Linked DNA regions of Sus scrofa: all the other regions are linked to region 1. A link is a contact called in public HiChIP or PLAC-seq and promoter capture Hi-C data. All regions are on one chromosome and are shown on one strand. Each heading gives the region's core, a stretch centred on a gene start, on an enhancer-like site or on the middle of the called end of the contact. The rest is flanking DNA. Distances are from core to core; before and after follow the strand shown. Region 1 holds the start of RRAD (GTP-binding protein RAD). Region 2 holds the start of FHOD1 (FH1/FH2 domain-containing protein 1). Region 3 holds the start of TMEM208 (transmembrane protein 208).

Region 1 (3,164 bases), core at 181-2,680:
CCAAGGAAACAGACACAGCAGCCAGAGAGCCTTGACCCAGGTTTCCATGACAACCTAGAGGCCCACTAGGATCCATCCATCCCTGATGTCACCTGAGCCCTGAATGGGTACCCCTCACCCCCACCAGACTCATCACAAATAAACGTCAGACTGATAGCAAGTACCTGTCCCAAAGCGCCTCACAGCTTGCGTGCCCTCAATCGTCACACACCCTAAATGTGAGCAAGGCAGCTTGTGGCTGGGCACCCTGAGGCTGGGAGGGAGGCAAGACCTAGGAGCCTGAAGGCAGATTCAGGACTGGAAACCAAGCCTCCCCTCTGCGCCCCGGCACCCTCCCTAGGTCTGAGGAGGGACTGATTTCTCTGAGCAGTGGTAGCTAACCCACCCCTACCCACCTACTCTACAATGGTGCCCCTCCTGGATGGGAGTCTGAACCTCCAGATCCTGGAAGTGCCTAGAACAGCAGCCCCAGTCTAAGGCTAAAGGGAGGGAAGGAACATTGAGGACTCAGAGTGGCTGGAGCCAGACCTGACCCTGGTCCAGTTCCACCCCTATCCGCTTCTGCTGGCATCTGACACCTGTCTGCCAGGATCTCCCCAACTTTGGGCAACCTCCAGCCCAGGAGCTGAACGACCAGGGCCAGGTATTTTTAGCAGAGTTGCTGGCAGCTGCCTGGAGGGTATGGAGGTGGGGGAGGTGGTGCTGAGTTCATCCTTTTCCTTCTCAGGGCCTGTACTCCCTCCCCAGGATTCAAGCTTGCACCTTTACCTGCAGCACACTGCCAAGAGGGCCGCCCTTCCCCGCCCACCTCCTCCAAACAGCTCTCCAAGTGTCCTAGGGGTTCAGGTGACACTAACCCTTATCCTGAAGGGCAGGGCCATCAGGTAAAATCTTCAACTCCCAAGGGCAGGGAGGACAGTGGGAAGGACCTGGGGTGGAGGCTAGAAGCCCGGATTTAGGACCTCTAATGTCTTGCTCAGATATGGGCCAGCGGGGAATGGGCAGAGAAGGATGAAGTCTGTCCCACCTGTAACTGGTCTGCTTGCTCAGGCAACAGGCGGGAGGGAAAGGAGAATTCACTTTTAAAGGACGAGACCTCCTTCTTCCCTAGAGGGGTCTTGACGCACTTGGCTGGTCCCCCACCCCCTTGTCCCCACCCGTGAACCCCCCCAACTCCTCCGCACCATTCATACACTCCCCCTCCCTCTCGCTCCTTCCCGGCCCCCCTCCCCATACACACACTCGGGCTCTTTTGTCTGCGGAGTCGGGCGGGGCGTCGGTGGCGGAGTCTGCTGGGCGGGCGGGGCGGGGTCTGAGTGGGTGCGAGGCCCTGGGAGGAGGGTGGGGGTGGGGGATTCCCCTGGGGGGAGGGGGGCAGACACGTCACCCCCGCACCGCGTGGACGGGGGCGAGCGCGGGGGCGGGGGCGGGGGCGGGCAGAGGCTTAAATAGGCGTCTCTGGCGGCCAGACCCAGTGTGGACTGAGAAGGCGGCGGCGGCTGCGGCAGCGTCGAGGGTCCGCGCCTGGGGCTGTGAGTGGATTGTATCCGACCTACCTAGTCCTGACCGTGTCCGTGCGTGAGTGGGTGAGGGTCCTGGCAGGGCGGGGTGGGGGGGGTCGCACCGTCTGGGATGGATGAGTCAGGAGGAGGGGTCACAGGTCCTTGAACCCAATCATCTTGCTGAGCCGGGTCGGGTCCAGGCTCCATTTCCACCGCGGCTTACGCGGCCATCCCGATTCCCGTTGCCCAGACGGCGTCCGAGACGATGACTCTGAATGGCGGCGGCAGCGGAGCCGGCGGGAGCCGCGGCGGGGGCCGGGAGCGCGAGCGCCGTCGGGGCAGCACACCCTGGGGCCCGGCGCCCCCGCTGCACCGCCGAAGCATGCCGGTGGACGAGCGCGACCTGCAGGCGGCGCTGGCTCCGGGCGCTCTGGCAACGGCCGAGGCCGGGACCGCGGCCCAGGGTCCGAGGCTGGACTGGCCCGAGGGCTCCTCTGACTCGCTCAGCTCCGGAGGCAGCGATTCAGACGAGAGCGTTTACAAAGTGCTGCTGCTGGGGGCCCCTGGTGTCGGCAAGAGCGCTCTGGCGCGCATCTTCGGTGGAGTAGAGGATGGGCCTGAGGCGGAGGCTGCAGGTGAGGGGCTGGGACTCCAGGGGAGGGGAGGCCGGGTTAGGGCCGAGGGCTAAAGGACTGATCAGGATTGAAGCAGCAAATACCAAAGGGACTTTTTTTTTTTTTTGAGGGCCGCACTTGCGGCATGTGAAGTTCCCAGGCTAGGGGTCAAACAAATCGGAGCTACAACTGCTGGCCTACACCACAGCCACATCAACACAGGATCCGACCTATATCACAGCTCACAGCAATGCAGGATTCTTAGCCCACTGAGAGAGGCCAGGGATCGAACCCATCTCCTCAGGTTCATTATGGATGAGCCATGACAGGAACTCCCACCAAAGGGATTCTGAAGGCGCTTTGAGAAGCTGCCTCCACCTACCCATTTCAGATGGGGACAGTGGAAGAAGGTACCCCCCAGCCTTTAGTTAGGAAATGCCTCAAGTAGAAGGTTCAGAGCATAGGTGTGATTACTCTGTAGGATGGAAACAGAACATCCCTCCCTGCCAGGACCAGCAAGAACACAGCCAGAGGAGTTTCTAGGAGAGGAGTCCTAGGTAACCAAGGTCCCCAGGGGACACTTGTTCTAACTCAGGTCGTTGTGGTCAGAACCACCCGGGGTCCCAGGCAGCAGGAGGTCAGGCAACACAGGAGCGGCCCCCTGGGGACATTGCCACCTTGGAGAAGGGATATCCAGGGGCAAGGTCAGGCACACCATGCCCTCCACGGCTCCCCCCTACCATTCTTCAGCCCTGTCACTTCTGTTGTCACAGCAGTCATCAGTGGAGGGAAGGTTAGAGGAGCTCTGGGGAGGAGTTGGAGGTTGTGGCCAGAGCAGAAAGCCTGGTGGCATGGAGGAGGGGGAGCTTTTGGCAGCCAGCAGGTAACCTGACTACCGGTCTCTTGCCAGGGCACACGTATGATCGCTCCATCATGGTGGACGGAGAAGAGGCATCGCTCATGGTCTATGACATCTGGGAGCAGGTAGGACGCAGGCTGAGGGCCAGGGCAGGGTTGGGGTAGGGGCTACAGGGAGTGACAGCCTTGT
Region 2 (3,164 bases), core at 179-2,678, 280 kb before region 1:
CCCTGCCCTGAGCGTCGGCAGTCTGGACCCTTGCTCCTCCGCTCTAAATCTGTCTCGGCTCTGGAAATTCCCCGGCGCAGCCTTCCCCTAAGTCCTGCAACCTATTCCATCGAGTCCGCTCCCCCAAACCTTCTCTAAACCTCCCCCGACCCGGATTCAGAGCCGTGAGCGGCCACAGTCCTCTAGGGACACCGTTGCGTAGAACTGGCCGGAGGCGAGGGTGACGGGGTCTGCCAGGGACCGGGGTCCAGGCGGGAGGAATGCGGCACTGCCACTGGAGTGCCCGCCGGCTGTAAGCAGCCGACCCTGGGTAATGAGGCCGCGGGCCCCGGCATGCCCCGTGCAGACTGCAGGGGGCAGTGCGCCACCGACTTCCGCGCAGCCCTCAGAAGCTTGAGACCCTTCGCGCCCCCGCCCGCACCAGAGCTGCGCACGCGCACTGGGCTCTAATAGAAAGCCGAGAGGGACAACTGTCCCCGCCGTCCCCAGAAACCCCAAGGCCCAGATTGGGCCCATCCCATTCCAAGCTAAGAAAGAGGTTGTTTCTCTTCATTTACCAAACCGAGGGGCACTCGGCCTCCCTTTCCTTTAGAATACAGTGAACTCGTCTCACTTTTTCCATGAGACTCAATGAAGCAAACGTTATCTTTTAGGGGATCTTCCCTAAACTGTGGAAACCGCACCCTATCGATTCCCTTCAAACTAAGAGGGACCTACCCACCTTTTCCCCCAAATCTGAAGGGCCTTTCAGCTTATCTCTCCCCAAATAGAAAAGGGCCGATTCCACTTTTCTTTGCAGCTGAAGGGCAACCCACCCAGTTCTTCCCTCAAATTGAGTGTAATAAGTTCACCTCCCCGCAGAACTTGTCATCCCATCCTTTTCCCAGAGTGAGGGGCACGTCCTTCTTCTTCCTCCAATTAAAGGTAAATGATCCCACCTTTTCCTTCGAATTGAGTGTAATCTATTTTCACTCCTTGCTCCAAGCTGAAAGAGACCCATTCCCTTGCTTTCCCCAAATAAGGGGAGCCCATCCACTTCATCCATCCCTCAATTGAAGGAATCAGGAGCATCTCGTCCTTACACCGAGAGGAACCTGGCTACCCATGGTCTTAAGAAACTTCCAACCCACCTTGCCCTAAGAAACCCCAAGAGAGCGCAGTTTCACGGCCCCCAAGCCCAAAGAGCTTCCCAGATTCTGCGCGCTCTCGAAAGGGGTGTGCGCGAGCTCGAATTTTCCTGCCGGACTAGCCAATGAACCAACAGGACTATCATGCCCTCTGAATTTCTTGGCTGCAAGCTCCGCCACCAGCGGTGCTTGCTTCCACCTCGCGCGCTGGGAGACTACTATTGGCCCCACCCCCTTCTTCGGGCCCGCCTCCGTATGGCTCCGCCCCTCTCCCCCAGCGTCGGGTCTGGCCCCGCCCAGACAGCAGAACTAGTTGAGTAGACGCCGCGGCTGGGCCGGGACCCGCCCAGAGGTGCGCGGCTCGAGCCAGGGTCTGAGCCATGGCCGGCGAGGAGGACCGCGGGGACGGGGAGCCGGTATCAGTGGTGACCGTGCGGGTACAGTACCTAGAAGACACCGACCCTTTCGCATGTGCCAATTTCCCGGAGCCGCGCCGGGCCCCCACCTGCAGCCTGGACGGGGCGCTGCCCCTGGGCGCGCAGATACCCGCGCTGCACCGCCTGCTGGGGGCGCCGCTCAAGGTGAGGGGAGCGGGAGAAAAGCTGGGGGCCACCAAGGGTTCAGGGTTGGCGCCGTGAAAGCCTTTGGGTGCTCTACCAGGAAAGTTTTGGGTTAGGTACCCAAGGTCTACGTTGCCTGGCTTGGGGGGCCGCTTCTCAAATTGAAGGAAGCTGAAGAAGGGAGGTGGTTGTGCGCGCCACGCAAGCTGTCCCTTGAAAATGAGGCCCACCTGGGGGAGGCGCTCGGGTTTCGCTCGCTGCCTTTTTGCCTGATTAACTGCTCTGGATAGGGTGGCGGTAGGTGTTTGGGTGGTAGCGGACCTAGGAGGCGGAGCTGAGGACCGGCTAGCTTTCATCTGCTTCAGGTGAGGTGGAAGCGGGACCACGAGGAGGGGCGGACCGGGGGCGGGCCACTGGAGGTGTCTAGAGGCTGGATTGGGTCCTGCTGGGCTGAGTGTTGTCCCTGCAGGTGGAAGTTCGGCTTGGGAGTGCGGCGGCGAAGAGACTTCACGGGGTGAGGGGGAGTCCCCGGGAAGCAGCCTGACCCGGGACACTGGCGGGAGGCTGCACTGGTGGAAAAGTCCTTTGAGTCACCGCCCCCACCATCCCGTGCAGCTGCCGGCAGCCGCCGGGGGCTGGAAGGGAGGGAGCAGGCCGGGCTAATTTTAAACTGCCGGCCTGCTCTAGTTTGCCTGCGCCCCAGAGCCGACTCGTGCACAGTGCCGGGAAAGGCCCATTTCCAGATGGCCGGCCCTACCTCCCCTTCTGCTAGCCGCGCAGCCCCCCGCAGGCGGCCTTTTCCGGTGCACTTGGTTTCCGGGCCAGAACTCTGCTAGGCGCACTACTACTCCTCGCAGTGTCCCACCAGCCATTCCGCACCAAATGATGAGGAAGAGAGGAGAGAGTTGATGGGGGTGCCCTCCGCTGCTCCCAGGCTTAGCTGGACGCCGAGTTGCGTAAACTTGCCCCCCGGGCCCAGGGTCTCCCCTGGAATGTGCCCCAGGCGCCGGGCCCCCAGCTTGCATTCCTAGCGCTGCGGGGCAGCCCCGCCTCCAAGCGCAGGCGGGAGAGGTGCTGAGACTATTGGCCTGGGGAGTGGCGCGTGTCTGAGCAGAGCCAGGGCTTTGAAGACAAGGACTGAAGAGTGTAGCATGTTGCCCTCTCCAGAGTTTTGATGCCACTCCTCCTTGTCTTGCCCTGTTCAAAGGAGCAAACTGAAATGGGCCTGAAAGAAGCACCTCCAGCCAGAGGCCACCTCCCTTTCAAGATGGGCGCAGGGGAGAGAAGGGTACTGAACTGAGGCCAGGTTCTTGTTTCCAGGCTCCCAGAACTCCTAGTACTGAAATAAGCCTGGAGCACAACAGAGAACAGAGTATTCCTCCCACTCCAACTCTAGGACAGGACTTAGCCATAACACCCCTTTTCCCAATTAGGGGCAAGTTTGGGAGGTCAGCTATAGGAGAGAGGCTCAGAATTA
Region 3 (3,164 bases), core at 321-2,820, 260 kb before region 1:
CCAGATCCTTAACCCACTGAGTGAGGCCAGGGATCAAACCCTCATCCTGACGGACACTACATCAGGTTCTTAACCCGTTGAGCCAGAATGGGAACTCCAATGTTTATTCCTTATTTTTCTTTTGCCTGTACCCATGCCACAGCTGTAACGAGAGCAAGAGCAGTGACAACGCCAGATCCTTAACTCACTGAGCCAACAGGGAACTCTTTTTTTTGGCCACACCTGAGGTGTGTGGAAGTTCCCAGGCAAGGGACTGAACCCACACCACAGCAATGACCCAAGCTGCTGCAGTGACAATGCCAAATCCTTAACCCAAGGCACCAAAAGAGAACTCCCCAATTTTTTTATCTGAGCCGCACCTGGGGCATACAGAAGTTCCCAGGCAAGGGGTTGAATCAGAGCTGTAGCTGCTGGCCTGCACCACCACCACAGCCATGTGGGATCTGAGCCACATCTGCAACCTATACGACAGCTCACAGCAGTGCCAGATCCTTAAACCACTGAGTGAGGCCAGGGATAGAACCTGCATCTTTCATGGATCTTAGTTGGGTTCATTAACCGCTAAGCCACAAAAAGAACTCCCTCATTTAATTTCAATTGGAGTTTTCTTTTCAGGCTTTGGCTGTCACATACCACCACCACTCCACCCCACCAAACAGAGCTGAAGACTGCGGGACCCTGGGTGGGCACATTAGCAAGGAAGCAAGCACTTACGTTGGCCCCCAGTATGATCCGCAGATAGAACTTCAGGGTCTCTTTGTTCTCCTCAAATATCTGCTTCTTCCCTCTCGTGCCCACTTTGCCCTTAGGCTGCAGAGAGATGGTGAGATGCTGTCAGAACCCTCGTCAGCCAGGGTCTTCTCTACTTTCCCACCATTCTGGTTAGCTACAGAGTTCCATCTGTACCTCATCTGACATCCCCATGGTGCTCAAATCTATTACAATCCTTGGAATGTCCACCTCTCCAAACTGTCCTGCTTAGAGCTGACACCATCTTCCCTGCACACGCAGCAATGACTACCTCCTGCTCCGGATGGGAACAATCCAATACTAGGACAGTATCTCCTGGATCCTCTGATAACTCAGTTGTGAGCGGACAAACCCTTTAGAAGGGACTCCTCTGAGTGGGCTTGAATGGTGCCCCTCTTGGGCCTCTGCAGGAGTAGACCAGATCTGAGCTGACGCGGCGTAGGCCTCTCAAACCTCTAGCTAGTCCTGATACTGTCTGGTACGGAAGCCTAGCCCACTCGGGCAAGACTTCTGGTAAGGTCCTTCGCCTCTCCACTGCCCACCTCGATCTGGTACGGCCCAGCCACTGGATGGCGCCCCTCTCTGGCCGACCCACGTCCCTTGCGGTCCTCCTTCTGTTTTCAGTCTCTTGGCCCCGGGACCGCTTTGCCATGACGACTCCGCCCCACCCGCCCTCCTTACCGCCATGGTGCGACGCAAATACCCAGGCTGGGAAAGAAGGGAGAACGACAGAAACCGCAGTCACTGGATAACACATCGGCAGCAAGGCACTTCCGGTGCAGACCCAAATCGTCAGCAACTGGGACGGAAATGGGACGTCCACTTCCTTCCCAAGCTCCGCCCAGCAGAGTCGGCCGGACTACACTTCCCAGAAAGCATTGCGCGGGGGCGGAGGCGGCAGGGATGCGATGGCGGAGTCGCTGCCCCTGGAGGTGAGAGGAGGCCGCCCTCTGGCCTAGCTCGGGACAGACCCCGCCCTCGGGGTCCCAGGCTGTGGGGAGGGCTGTCAGATAGCTCGCCTGGCCCCGCCCGTCTGGCGGAAACGACCCGATCGGGAGCTCCTAGGACCAGCAGGCTATGGGTAATGGCCCCGCCTTTGGGCCACTCCGTCCGCTTACCTTGAGGGACCATCCTCTCCGTCCCCATCGGCCCCAGGAGATTGTTGCTCTTTCACCTCAACGAGGACAGGGCCTCTGCCTACCCCCCATCTCTTGCGATGGCCGCCCCTCCCCCTCAATTCTGGAAGATATCGGCTCCATCCCATCATCCCCAAGGGTAACCCTATCTTGTCCCCATTGGCCCTTGGAATGGTCTCTCCATTCCCTCCTCCCAGAGAGACGCCGCCCCCGCCCCCGCCCCCCTCACCTGGCGGTGGGCAACTGACTGCCCCTTCCCATCAACTTCAGGCATGGTCTCTGAGTTCCTTCCCTGGGGAGAGGCCTGCCCCCGGACTCCTTCTGCCCATAGTGATGGCCATCCGTACCCCCTTCACCCCATAGGATGTTTTCTCTTTCCTTAGCCGGGAGCAAGACCACTCTGCTGCCATTGTCCGTAGAGAGGTAACAGATTTTGTCCCCAGTGGTCTCTTTCGGTGGCCTCTCCATCCTTTTTGCTCTGAGACTTGGCAGCCCCCTCCCACAGCCCAAGGGAGACATGCCACCCTTTCCCCACTGGTCCTTAGAATGGTGCTCCTTCCCCTTAGCAAAAACAAGACAGCTCCAACCCCAGTGAGCCCCCTGCCATGGGATCCTTTCCTCCTTCTGCCCCAGAGGATATCTATTCCATCCCCAAAGATCTCAGAGATGACCAGTCATATCTCTAGTAGTTCCTTGGGATGGGGTTCATAGCATGACCACTCCTCCCTATCGTTGCCTCTTTTGGTCCCTCTGGAAAGGCCTCCTCCCTTCTCAGCTCAAAGAATCATGCTTCCTCCCCTCAGTGAGGCCAGCTTTATTGCCTTCCCTTTGCTCCTTGGGTTGGTTGCTGAGCCCCAGAAGGCAGGATGGCCACTATCTTACCTCAACTGAGACAGGTTTTCCTACCTTCCCCTGGGAACAGGGGTTTGATCAGTCCCAGTCCCCATCAGTGATCTCTTCCCCAGGCTCAGCTTCCCTGGCCCAGAGGCTGTTCTCCCAGTAATGATCTGCTTTATATTCCCACCCCTTCCTTGAGCAAACCTTTGGTGAATATCAAGGTAAAAGACCATCCATCCTTACTTCATTCAATCCGTAAGTGTTGGCTGAGTACCTTCTGTGTACTGGGGATCAGAAAAGGGAAGAAGAGATCAGAATGCGCTGGTGAGGTCAGGCTTAAGGAAGAACATTCCAGGGAAAAGATCCACATAGGCAAAAGGAAATAAGGAAGTAGACAGGCTGTGTTTGTAGGTTAGTGAGGAGACTGGGTTGGGGAAGCTC

What was found. Promoter capture Hi-C pulls out the DNA fragments that hold promoters and counts their contacts. HiChIP or PLAC-seq counts read pairs in DNA pulled down with a chosen protein or histone mark.
Region 2: a contact with region 1 is called in an H3K27ac HiChIP or PLAC-seq map of skeletal muscle. The contact joins the promoter of FHOD1 here to the promoter of RRAD in region 1. A contact is called at or near these places in 2 of 47 Hi-C or Micro-C datasets (embryonic fibroblasts and heart right ventricle) and 2 of 2 datasets of contacts at active chromatin or transcription factors (alveolar macrophages and skeletal muscle).
Region 3: a promoter capture Hi-C map of fetal liver shows a contact between it and region 1, with 2.3 times the contacts expected there. The contact joins the promoter of TMEM208 here to the promoter of RRAD in region 1. A contact is called at or near these places in 1 of 5 promoter capture datasets (fetal liver), 1 of 47 Hi-C or Micro-C datasets (heart right ventricle) and 2 of 2 datasets of contacts at active chromatin or transcription factors (alveolar macrophages and skeletal muscle).

What each region holds. Positions count from the first base shown.
Region 1 is chr6:27,603,393-27,606,556 of Sscrofa11.1, reverse strand. RRAD (GTP-binding protein RAD) reads left to right here and starts at 1,430. Exons shown (of 5, transcript XM_021094029.1): 1 at 1,430-1,532; 2 at 1,753-2,137; 3 at 3,027-3,100. The coding sequence starts at 1,768.
Region 2 is chr6:27,881,341-27,884,504 of Sscrofa11.1, reverse strand. It overlaps FHOD1 (FH1/FH2 domain-containing protein 1), which reads left to right and starts at 1,428. Exons shown (of 24, transcript XM_021094071.1): 1 at 1,428-1,708. The coding sequence starts at 1,508. SLC9A5 (sodium/hydrogen exchanger 5) reads right to left here and starts at 1,342. Exons shown (of 15, transcript XR_002344560.1): 1 at 1-1,342.
Region 3 is chr6:27,862,743-27,865,906 of Sscrofa11.1, reverse strand. It overlaps TMEM208 (transmembrane protein 208), which reads right to left and starts at 1,570. Exons shown (of 5, transcript XM_005664411.3): 1 at 1,432-1,570; 2 at 715-810. The coding sequence starts at 1,437. LRRC29 (leucine-rich repeat-containing protein 29) reads left to right here and starts at 1,436. Exons shown (of 7, transcript XM_013998260.2): 1 at 1,436-1,682. The coding sequence starts at 1,436.